2 separate regions of the Gossypium hirsutum genome follow, and region 1 is linked to region 2. A link is a contact called in public Hi-C data. All regions are on one chromosome and are shown on one strand. The core of a region is the stretch at or near the end of the contact, and the rest is flanking DNA. Distances in the headings are between cores, read along the strand shown. Region 1 holds the start of LOC107899319 (hsp70 nucleotide exchange factor fes1). Region 2 holds the start of LOC107899314 (expansin-A6).

Region 1 (6,178 bases), core at 1,613-4,112, 150 kb after region 2:
ACTTTAGATATCACAACCAAGATTTTTTTTTTGGAAAAAAATTAAAACTCTGATTTCTCTCTAAATTTATTTTCCGTTGCATTTTCCAAACTCATTTCCTAATTACATTTGAATTTTTGCTTCCTTCTCCAATCCAAATAGAAATTTTCTTTTCTTTTTCCCTATTTCTTCTCCCTTTTCTTTTCCATCCTCTTCTTGGCATCATATTTTCTTTCCATTGTTGAAATCTTTTGCTTCCAGAATCAAAATTCAATCATGTTCAAGTCGTTCCCTTACCGATTGTCAATTTCGCCATTGATAGCATCTGATATTTTTCATCAAGGTTCAGTAAGTACATTTGTTTCGATTAGTAGAACTCGTAAATTCCACAATAGCATCGATCCACGTCGATCTTTCAATTTGATTACGTTCTTTTATGATTCTTTCCGAAATCTTCCATTAATTTTGATTAAATCTTGATACCCATTGTTAACTCATGCATAAATTTAGTTTGAAAGGCCTATTTTTGGTGCATCAAATCAAATTTGATCATGAGGGACTTTGATCGTGCTTTTGGTGAAAGGTGTGTATTTTTTATCAAGCGAACCAGGGCAAATTGTCCCTAGGATTAAGGCCACACGATTTGCTAAATGGGTGTATGGACTACATGACCCTTTATACGGCCATGTATCCTAGAAACTTAGGGTAGTTCGAATCTCACATGTCCTACCACACGACTGTGTCTCTCCTATAGGTTAATTTTGCAATTTCCACACGACCACAGTTTGTTACACGGCCGTGTGATCCTTACTTTATAGTTTTGCCCATAATTTTATGATTTGTTCAATTTAGCCCTAAATAGTCCGAACACATGACAAACATGTCTTTTGCTACTGAATTGATTTGTTATGAACATATTATTTACTGTATTGATATGATATTGGCATATTAATTGCTATCGTATTGATCTGTTATAAACATATTAATTGCTACCAAATTGATCTGCTATAAGCATACTAATTGTTATCGTATTGATCTGTTATAAACATGACATATTACATTGCATGGTGTTGGATGATATGTACGGAGGAAACATTGGTAGTTTATTTGCAAATTTGCTGTGCAAACCACAACCATCGACAGTCTATCTATAAATTTGCTGTGCATCCACAACCAAAAGTAGATTCTATCTGTGAGATTTTGCTGTGTATCCACAGCTAGAGGAAAATTCTATTTGCAAGATTATGTTGGGCATCTACTGCTAGTGGCAGATCTCATTTGCAATATTTTGTTGTGTGTCCACAACCATTAGCAGTTTATTTGCAGATTATTGGTGGTTAAACCACAACCCGGTATATAGGTTGATTAGAGTTCAGAGGAAACTCCCATTTTGGTGTATAGAAGAGTTGGGTAGGATTTTTCTTTGATATAATGAAATTGCATTGCCATTCATAAATGCGTGCATACATAAACTGTGAATTCTGAGATATTACATTGATGATTGATTCATAAAATTGATACTCTGAATTGATAATTGATTGTGATCATTCTATGCGTTACTATTTAGTATGTTTCACCGATTGTTTGCACTGATTTTCTTATAATTGAATTCACAATGAGCTTCATAGCTCACTTCCCTTTTATTACCATCTCTACAGATAACCCATTAGGTTAGAACGCGAGCACGTCATTCGGAGGGTTTCAGCTCTGTTTTGTTTTTATTAAAATATTTTAAATTTATTATTTAATATTTTGTTACTCAGAGATTATATTGTTTTATTTTAAATTTGTGGCACGAGACTCAAGATTTGAGTTTAAATAGCATGCATGGCATTTAATTTAATTTTAGGATGTGGAAAATATGGTTTTTAATTATTTATGCATAAATTCTGATTTTTACTAAATTAAAACTAAGTTGAATATCATTTTTCCGCTGCTAGATTGTAATTGAAATTGTGGTAATAAATAAATGAAAAATTAACTATGTTGTCTTAAAAGTAGTCACCATTACATAGGAAAGTTAATCTAAATCGGTTTTTTTTATAACTCGTAAACTTTTTTAAAAATAGACTATGTTTTCTACTAAACTAAATAAATATTTTAATATGACTGTTTATAAACTCCAGTAACTCTGCTAGGCCATTTTGGTGGCTAATGTAATTTTTCGAATTCGGGCTTAACATCTAGACTAGGTTGGGAAGGTTACATCTTTTTTCTTTTCCAAACTTAAAATCCCGTTTAACCTTAAGAGTGTGTTTGGATGAAGTAAGCATTTTAAAAATCACCAATTCAAAATATTAGTATTTATATTTGATTTGTTTTGATAAATAACTGATTTAGGAAAAAAAATAGGTTATTAAAATTTTACAAATTTAAAAAAAAGTATAAAAGAAGAATAATTAGATTAAAAATAAATAAAATATAAAAAAATCAATAGGGATTCCATTATATTTGTAAAAAAAATTATAAATAATTTTAATAAAAATAAATAAAAAAGGAATTTGAAGTGTAACTTCAACCCCAAAATGTGAGTTGTTCCTCTTTGGATCATGTTTTGGAAATGTAAAATTTTGTGGTTGCATGGGGTTCGGGGAGGAAGTTTGATGAATTCAAATGGAATGAGTTTTGAATAGGATTGTGTGTTTTTATTGTTTTGGATTGGTTAGAAATGTTGGGAGTGAGGGATAATGGGTGGTGGTGAAAGAGTATGGCAATAGTGTGGGATGGGATATTTTGGATTTTACTGTAATTTACCCTTAAAAGAACACTTTGTAAAAGAAATAAAAAGCCTATACTGGGCCTTTAAACCCAAACCGACATAGTGAATTTGGGCCCATGGGTAGATCCAATCAAAATGCAAAGCTTAGGTCTTTCAGTCGAGAAAAGTCGGTAGGCCGCAGCGCTTTCCGCCACTTTCTAATCTAAAACGAAAAGTCTCGAATCGCCTGGAATTTTCGCTGAAATTCTCTATTAAAAGGAATTCCGACCAGTTCTGCAGAATCCCTTGTTCAATTTATTTGCAAGAAACGAAGGTTGTGATTTAGTTAGAATAAGAAACTATGGCCAAAGACGGACCCAACTGGGATGGATTGCTGAAGTGGAGCATTGCTAACTCTGATGGAACTCGACCTACTCGTAATTTAAGGTAACCCCATCTTTTTTTTCCTCAAGGACCTTTTTTTTATTTTATTTTTACGATCGTCAATTGATATTTAGCGGGTAATCAATTATTCGTTTATTTGTTTAGTGAGGAAGATAAAAGATGGTTTATGGAAGCAATGCAATCGCAGACCGTTGATGTGATTAAGCGAATGAAAGAGATAACTATGGTTATGCAAACTCCAGAGCAGGTTTTGGAAGCTCAAGGAGTTACAGCTGCTGATATCGAAGGTACTATTGCACAATCCCCAAGGTGTTTTCAAGCTTTCTCTTTTGTTTCTAGGTTTTAAGAGTACCTTTGTTTGCTTACTGATTTGATGGTGGCAGATATGTTGGATGAGTTGCAAGAGCACGTTGAGTCTATTGACATGGCAAATGGTAAGTTCTATTGTTTTGAGATTATTACCTAGCTGTTCTTTCCTAACTGATTTCTTTATCATGAATGCTTAATTTGATGCATTACATTGGCTGCTTAGAATTTCTTTTTTGGGATAAGTAATTCTTTAGGATGCTACCAATAATGGAATTGGGATTTTCAATTTCATAGACTTGTTGCATCATATAACTTCTATTTTTTAGCCTTGATACCGTTCCTGCAAGTATAAGTTTTGTCTGTGAAATGGCTGTAGGAAAAAACGTCGCCCTTTATTTAGCCCTCTAGTCTTTTCAACGGATCTTTAGCCTGTTTGTTTTCATCCACTTTCGAAAAATCTATACTTAACACAGTCTGTGCATTTGAGGCAGATCTACACTCAATTGGTGGTTTAGTCCCTCTCCTTGGTTATCTGAAGAATTCACATGCTAATATTCGAGCCAAAGCTGCAGAAGTCGTATCCACCATTGTACAAAATAATCCCCGGAGTCAACAGTTGGTTATGGAAGCAAATGGCTTAGAGCCTCTCCTTTCCAATTTTGCCTCTGACCCTGATGTAACTGTTCGAACCAAAGCACTTGGTGCAATATCTTGTGGGTACAACTGTTGTTCTATAGTATACTTCTTAATTCTTAATTTCAGTGAACATGCTCATACAAAAACATGACATGGCATTTTCTTTTTGCAATTGGATTTCAGCCTTGATCCGCCACAACAAACCCGGTATTGCTGCATTTCGACTTGCAAATGGTTATGCAGCCTTGAGAGATGCTGTGGGAGCTGATAGTGCAAGATTTCAAAGGTAATCTTGGGATAGGTCTTTGTAGTCCGGGTCTGCATCATCTTTTTGCTGTTATTAGGTTTCAGGGTTTCATTCTAGGATGTCTCCAACGTATGAGGAAATGATTTTTAGATATCAAATAAATTCCTATAGTTCAAAGATCACTTGTGTATTTTTTCTCTGGTTAGTTTCCCTACTATGGTTTTCTCATTTAATTCTCTTTTTCTTCCAGGAAAGCCTTGAACTTGATTCAATATCTACTGCATGAAAATTATTCAGATTGCAATGTTGTAAAAGAGCTGGGGCTCCCTCGTGTAATGTTGCATCTTGCCTCGAGTGAGGATGCAGAAGTAAGAGAAGCTGCTCTTCGTGGTCTCCTTGAGCTTGCCCGGGACAAGACAGGTGGGAGTAATGGTGGTTTAGGTGAAGAAGATGAGAAGCTGAAGCAAATTCTCGAGGATCGAATTAAAGGTATCAGCTTGATGTCTCCTGAAGACCTTGGGGCTACTAGGGAGGAAAGGCAGCTTGTGGACTGCCTGTGGAGTACATGTTATAAGGAGCCTTCGTCCCTTCGAGAGAAGGGACTTTTATCACTTCCCGGTGAAGATGACCCTCCACCTGATGTTGCCAGCAAGCATTTTGAGCCTCCTCTCAGAGGTTGGGCTGCAAATCATACTGGCGATTCAAAGCCCAGAGTGAAAAAGCAAGAGGCTCCTCTATTATTAGGACCAATCCCTCCAAACTGACGGAAACCAATATTCAAGGTACCAGTACAAAAAATCAAACTGAATCTGAAAGGGGCTGGGAAATCTTCACGTATAGGCTGAAGCCGTAGGCTAGTTTATTTATCATATCCTGATAAAATTAGCACTAGATTTGTTTATTTTCACTCTGTTTTTCCTTATTGCACGCTGTTATATGCCTCTGGGTATGTGTATTCTCCTTTGGCTTAATGGAAAAATTATTAGTGAGATGTAAATACTCGTGGCTTTCTTACTTTATTTGGTTGTTCATTTAAGTATGGGATAAATTCTAATTCTAATATTTTTGTTAACAACAATCAAACAGTTGGACCTTTTCTTTTTAATTAAGATATGGATACTTGAGGCAACAATAGCGGTGAAGAATCATCTGGTGAAATGAACAAAAACTGCTCTTTAATGGTTAATGTTATTGATCTTTTCTATTAAAAAGGTAACAGAAACTGAAGCGAGAGTTTGAGTCTATGCATCTGGTGTTTGCCTTGGTCCTCAAAACTCCCCATATTTGACTTTCTTAACCTTCAATCTTAGCCATCTGGGTATGTGCTTTGCCCTCCATTTTTTTATTCATGGAGCTTCTCAAATACTCCCCATATCTCACTTTTTTAAAAAGCTGCTGTTTTGTTTTTGAGTCGACCATGTGACTTAGGGGCCCAATCTCTACCTCATCGTGCGGAAACATGAATGATGCATAAGATATTCTTGCCTTATTATAATTTGCAACTGCTCTGTGCTCAACACTCTTGTACTTGCCATTACTCCATATCTGACATACAAAGTAAAATAATAAAAGAGCCAGCTCAAATTTTGTCTTTGCTTACACCAACACCAATGAAAACATGTTTTATTTACCTCAAAGACATCGCCGACATTCACCACCAGTGCATCTGGGATTGGATTAACCGGAACCCACTCGTTGTTATGCTTAATCTGCAATCCACACACATCATCTTCCTGCATAAGTATGGTTATGGTGCTTGTGTCTGAATGTGGGCTAACACCTAGTACTTGGTCCGGTTTGGAGCAGGGAGGGTAGTAGTTTACTCTGTAAGCTTGCACCAATTGTTTATGCAGTCCAAGCAGAGCTTCCTTGTCCATTTCCATGATCAGAGAAAATGATTGAAA
Region 2 (5,900 bases), core at 2,726-5,225:
TCCTGCATTTTACTGAGTAATTTAAACAACATTGTAAGACCTAGTCAATTGTGTGTCCGTGTAGTTTCTGGAATAGCCCATTCTTGTCAAAATCAAATGAAAAAAAGAAATCAATAATGGAGTGAAGGAAGGGTTAAAACAAATGGAATTGGATGGTGCATGGACCACATTGAAAGGACGGAAACAGTAACTTACTTGACATCCATGCTGAAGCATTTGAGAGGGGAAACTTCACTTCAGTTGCAGCAACTATCAGCGTGATTGAGTGCAATTCTCCCTGCTGTAGCATTTACTTGGAATGGAAATCTTTCTTTCCATTGAAATTGTAGAAATATTTTTGGTCAGGCATCGCAAGGTCCTAACAGTGTGACACCTGAGTTAAATTTATTACAAGAAATAGAAATGAATCTTAGGTTGTGTTTTCTGTTTCATCCGCAACTAATCTAGCTCCTCAAATATATGACATTCTCCATCCTTACCTTTACTACACATCTAGGACGGAATAATAAATGGGCCGTCTCCGTTTGATCAGTGGGATAAAATATAGGGATATTAATAATTATATTTATTACCTCAATTAGCAACCGTCTTAGCTTAGCCGGTAGAGCGCGTGGCTTTTAACCACGTGGTCGTGGGTTCGATTCCCATAGACGGCGTCTAATTTATTTGAATTTGTAAGTTTTTTTAGCGAAAGGGAGCACGCACGTTACCACTTTTAGTTTAAAAGCCCAGATCAATCTCTCCCACTATTTATTTCCTCTATAAGGTAAGTTGAAATCATCGAAGCAATTTAAAATTAAATTAAATAAGCTTATTATAAAATTGCTATTATCTTATGAAACGGGCTTCTGCAATTTGGTTGCTGTGGAGTGGCAGGATTGAACTCTGATTAACATGGCCTACTCCTCCGGCCTATTTTTTTTTACCTAAAAAGACAAACGATACAACATCGTATTTCTTTTCCAAAAAACAAAAATAAAATAAAATTAGATAAGTTTGATTCTTAATCCGTAAATTAAGAAAAAAGAAAAACCATTTGTCTGCAAAAATAAATGTATGAAAGAGCATATTCAGTCAACGGAATGAAAAATAACAGATGGAGGCCAATTTTTTTTACATTTTTACTTGTAAAGCAAGCTTAGCATATTGATAATTGGATGTCTAAGGTACATCATTATCATTAATGGAAGAGAGGGAAATAACCCAAATGGCCCTTTGTGTTTTCTTTTTTATCTAAATTTGGAATGTGATGTCCATCAGAATCAGAAATGGCTAGGGGTGTGCATAATTCGGGTAAAACCGAAAAAATTCGGTTAACCGACCGAATTCGGTTAATCGGTCGGATAACCGAATTTTTTCGGTCGGAGGTCAATTAATTTTTTTATAATTTTTCGGTTAACGGTTAATTCGGTTCGAAACCGGTCGGTTAACCTAAAATTTTCGGTTAACCGAAAATATTAATAAATAAAATTATCCAACCCAGCCCAAACTCAATTACCAAACCCAATTACCCAACCCAATAAAACTAAAACTAAAGTTTACCCAATTACCCAATCCAATAAAACTAAAACTAAAAGACCACCCAATTTACTAAAGTCTAAAACCCAATTTACTTTAATAATTTATAAATTTTTTAAATTTTAAAAATAAAAAAATAAAAAAATTTTAGGTAATTCGGGTATTTTTCGGTAATTCGGTTAATTCAGGTAATTCGGGTAATTTTTAAACAAAAATAAAAAAAAATAATTTTCGGTTAATTCGAACCGACCTTATTAACCGAAAAAATTTCAGTTCGGTTAATTTTAAAAAAAAAAATCGGTTCGGTTAACGGTTAAAATTTTTAGAAGATCGGTTAATTCAGTTATAGTAATTTCGGGTCGGTTAACCGAATCAACACCCCTAGAAATGGCCCACTTCCTTTATCACAATCTTCATTGTAATTGCCATTGCAACAAAGACAAAGAAGCAATTGCCTTTTCAACTATTTAACGTAGAGACACGAGAAAGACATTGCAGATCAAGAAAATATTGTTTTGGTTTATCTAAATCTCTCTTATTCTCATAGCAGTAAAAATGAAATTACTATATGACTCGAGTGCTGCGGGCTGCATGTTTTCTTTTGCTTTGCAGCCGCTTCAGCCCCCCCACCTTACAACTTTTTTTGCCATCAGCTGGAATTTTTTTACTGTTACCCACCAGCTTACTTGCAATTCACAAACAAAAGAAATACAAAATGCGACACTCATGACTCAAATCCAACAACACACACAATGGTCACTTGGTGACTTTGCTATCTATTTTTCTTTTCCGTAAAATCCTACCCAAAAGCCCATTTTTACCCACCCGCCACTTCAAATTTTCCCGAGAAAATAAAGGAAATTTGAAGGGCAGGAAACAGAAAGTCAAATTGAAGAAGTGGCAATAAAAATTAAAAGGGAAAAGAAGTGTGTTTAAAATCAAACACGGAAATTCTTTCCGGTGAAGGTTTGTCCGAACTGCCAATTAGCTGGAGCCACGTTCCAGGAGGTGGAGGTTCTTCTATCACTGCCCGTCACTCTAAACGAGAGTTGTTGGCCTACCAAAACGGCGTTGGACTGCCAGTTCTGACCCCAGTTACGGCTCATGCTCAACCAACCGGTGTTGGTTCCTTTCACGCTCACCTTCACAATATCCCCTGCACCCGCCACGTTGGTGACCAAAACCAAGTTGAAATAACGGAATCCGTTGATAGTGAATCTAATTCCACCTTGCTTTCGGCATGGCACTCTGTCAATCAATCAATAATTTAATAAGAAGGGTGTTTGAGGAAATTACATAAATTGAAACCCTTTTTTCCTGCATTAATGATGGGATGTCGTCAATTTTGTCGTTTAAGGAGGATGTCTGAATGGGCGGAAAATGTTGGTGATCCCCAAATTTACAGTACTGCCCTGGTAATCATGGGGAATCGAAAGAGGAGGGGTGTTTGGGTCATTCCAGGCGTCACATGAAAACCGTTGGATCTAAGTGTGGGTAAAGGACATTAAATTCTGGATTGATTCTCAAAATCTCAACAGACCCCGAGATAATGAGGTAATAAAGGGCGATTCTTTTGAGGCCCTCCTTTTGCCTTTCCCAAGGAAGTACGTAAAAAGTTATCTTAATTAAAAACAATACTTTACACATTTCACCACCCTTTTCTTCGTAAAAATAATAATAAATGGAAGAGTAATGAGGGAGACTGACCTGCGGAAGGAAACGGGGACAATGCCAGCACGGTACTCGGCCATCTTAAGGAACATAGGCATGGCAAGGTCAAAGTGAGGGCGAGGAGGGTTACACCAGCCGCCATTATCACTTGGGAGAGCATAGTTAGGAGGGCAAAAGTTAGTAGCAGTAATAAAAATGGAAGGGTTGCCTGGGTGGCACCATCTTGGGTCATCCGTGCACTTGATCTCAAAGCAAGCTCCGCAGCTTAGCCCATTGTTGAAAAGGGCTGTGCTTAATGCTGCAGTGTTCACGCCATATCCTTGGCTGTACAGATTCCCATACCCACATGCACCGCCTCAACAAACAAAAAAGGGAAACAATGGAAGACATTTTAATGGACATGAAGAATGCAATGCAATAAAAAAAAAGACAAAATAGAGAATTTGTTGGAAAATGCATGTTAACAAAATGGGTTATTTATTTACTGCTTTGCACTAGAAGTAAAACAAAATATTAAATATTATAAGATTAATAGAAAGAAAGAAATACCCATAGTTCCAGAAGCATCACTGCCACCATAAAAAGTAGCATGGGCAGATTCCCAAGAGCCACCATTGTAAACTCCAGGGATTCTTGCATTCACCATGCCGAAAAGGCACATCAATGAAGCAAAGCATAGCAGTGTCGAGGAAGAAGAAGAAGCGTCAACAGCCATTGTTTTATTTAAAGAGGAAATTAAGAGATAAAATAAAGAAAGGGTGATTCGTTAACTTTGGGGCGAATGGAAAGCGGGAAGAAGGTGGGGGGGTACTTATTGAGGAACCGGAAGAGTAAAGAGTGGGGGCCCACAATGAATGAATGCAGTCCATTTTTCTGCAATTAAAATTCAAACTGAATTATTTGAAATATATGCAAATCTTAAAGTATTGACAAATGCACTAGAAGATAAATAGACCCCTTCGTATTATTTATTTTTATAAGGCCTTCTACTTTCTTTTATTTACTAATCTAGTCCTTACGATTTTACAGTTATTCTTAATTCAAAACTAACTTAATAATATTATTTACATTAATCAGTATATATTTTCACTTACTTTTGAAACAAAATTGTCTTGTTTTCCTTTGTTATTTATATAAAAGGTTAATTTTATGACTGATTAATTAATTGAGTTTTTTTAATTATATTTAAATATTTAACTAATAAATATAAAAAATTATATTTTTAAATTTAAATAAATATACATAATGTTCAATAAACCTAATTAGAATAAATAATAAGGGTGCGTTTGGTTTGTTGAATCCTAGATTACGTTCAATAATAGAATTACAAGAATGTAAGATTATGTGTGTAATAAAAGATTATCTTGTTTAGTTTATTTGATTGAAATGTAATATGGTTGATAAAATATAAAATTACTTCAAAATAAATTTTACTAAATTTTTACTTTTATAAGCTTAACCATTTTTAGCCTTAAATTTTTTATAAAATTATAATAACTTAAGAAATTCATTTACATTACACCTTGATTTTTTTATATGAACCATTGAATCTAATTATGATAAGTTATTTATATGGTTTGTATTTGTGTGTTTTAAAGAACTTGGCTTGCTTTTAATATGAAAAGTGAGGTCATAAGCATCCAAGTTTTATGTTCAATTTAATGACTTCCCAACAAGTTGAGTTTTTCTTTTTCTTTAACAATGTGCCTCTCTTTTTTAAATTGTTAATGTTTGTGGCAATTTAGATTTTGTTTGATAACATAAGCAATTAGTCTTTATTTTTAGAATTTTTTTGTAAGATAAGAAAAGATAGAGGATTTTATTTTCAAAAAATAAGACCATATAAAAGAATCTAGTTAATCTAATAATTTCATAAAAGAAATAAATTCAAGTTATTAGTTTAACATGAAACACCAAAATATGAGATTACGGGATGGGCGGAATGTTGAGAATCCAAACACTACAATCTCATTCCAAAATGTAATATTATGGGTCGCAATATAAAATTCGGTCAACTAAAATTTAATGTTATTTTAACATTATTCTATCAAAATTAAATACTTACATAACCTTATTCAAAATTGTGCATTTATAATAACACAATAATAAATTAAATATTATTATAAAACATTTTTTAATCCATAAACGAACAACATTTAGCATTTGTGAATGCCTATTTAAAAATTTTACTATGAGAGTTTATTAATTTTAAATTAATATATAATATTATTAAATTAATATACTAATTGAAGTTATTAGAATTATATTGTAAGCATGAACATGTATGAGTGTTTGGAATGGTTGTGGCAAAAAAAATTCTAAAGTTATATTATAAATCTTAAAATTTTATATTATAAAATAATTTATGTGTATTTTATAAAGTTATAACCAAAAAATTTATATTATTTAAATCCTAAAAAAAATTTTAAAGTTTTGACCAAAATGTTTATTATAAAAAATAATTTACATGTTATAAAAGTGTTACAAAAATGTTATAATATACTTATTTATAAAAATTTATGACCAAAAAGTATGGATGCAACTTATTTACATGTCTATGCCATATATGATAAAAAATAGTTATTTATAAAAAAAATGCTATAATTTTTTGTCATACTATTTATCCAAGTGTTGTGAAAGTTATTAGACATTTTATAAAACTTTTTGTATATTATAAATTTTATATAATGTTTTACATAATTTATGTCTTA

Evidence for each region. A called contact is a pair of places that touch in the nucleus more often than the background predicts.
Region 1: a contact with region 2 is called in a Hi-C map of leaf, with 1.9 times the contacts expected there. The contact joins the promoter of LOC107899319 here to the promoter of LOC107899314 in region 2. A contact is called at or near these places in 5 of 34 Hi-C or Micro-C datasets (all in leaf).

Annotation. Positions count from the first base shown.
Region 1 is chrD04:45,415,614-45,421,791 of Gossypium_hirsutum_v2.1, forward strand. It overlaps LOC107899319 (hsp70 nucleotide exchange factor fes1), which reads left to right and starts at 2,863. Exons shown (of 6, transcript XM_016825001.2): 1 at 2,863-3,124; 2 at 3,227-3,369; 3 at 3,466-3,516; 4 at 3,883-4,104; 5 at 4,211-4,313; 6 at 4,525-5,271. The coding sequence starts at 3,039. The coding sequence ends at 5,038. It overlaps LOC107899321 (protein SRG1), which reads right to left. Exons shown (of 5, transcript XM_016825003.2): 3 at 6,098-6,178; 4 at 5,906-5,983; 5 at 5,428-5,819. The coding sequence ends at 5,568.
Region 2 is chrD04:45,263,896-45,269,795 of Gossypium_hirsutum_v2.1, forward strand. LOC107899314 (expansin-A6) reads right to left here and starts at 3,976. Exons shown (of 3, transcript XM_016824994.2): 1 at 3,739-3,976; 2 at 3,226-3,544; 3 at 2,018-2,766. The coding sequence starts at 3,904. The coding sequence ends at 2,457. It overlaps TRNAK-UUU (transfer RNA lysine (anticodon UUU)), which reads left to right and starts at 584; the gene lies at 584-656.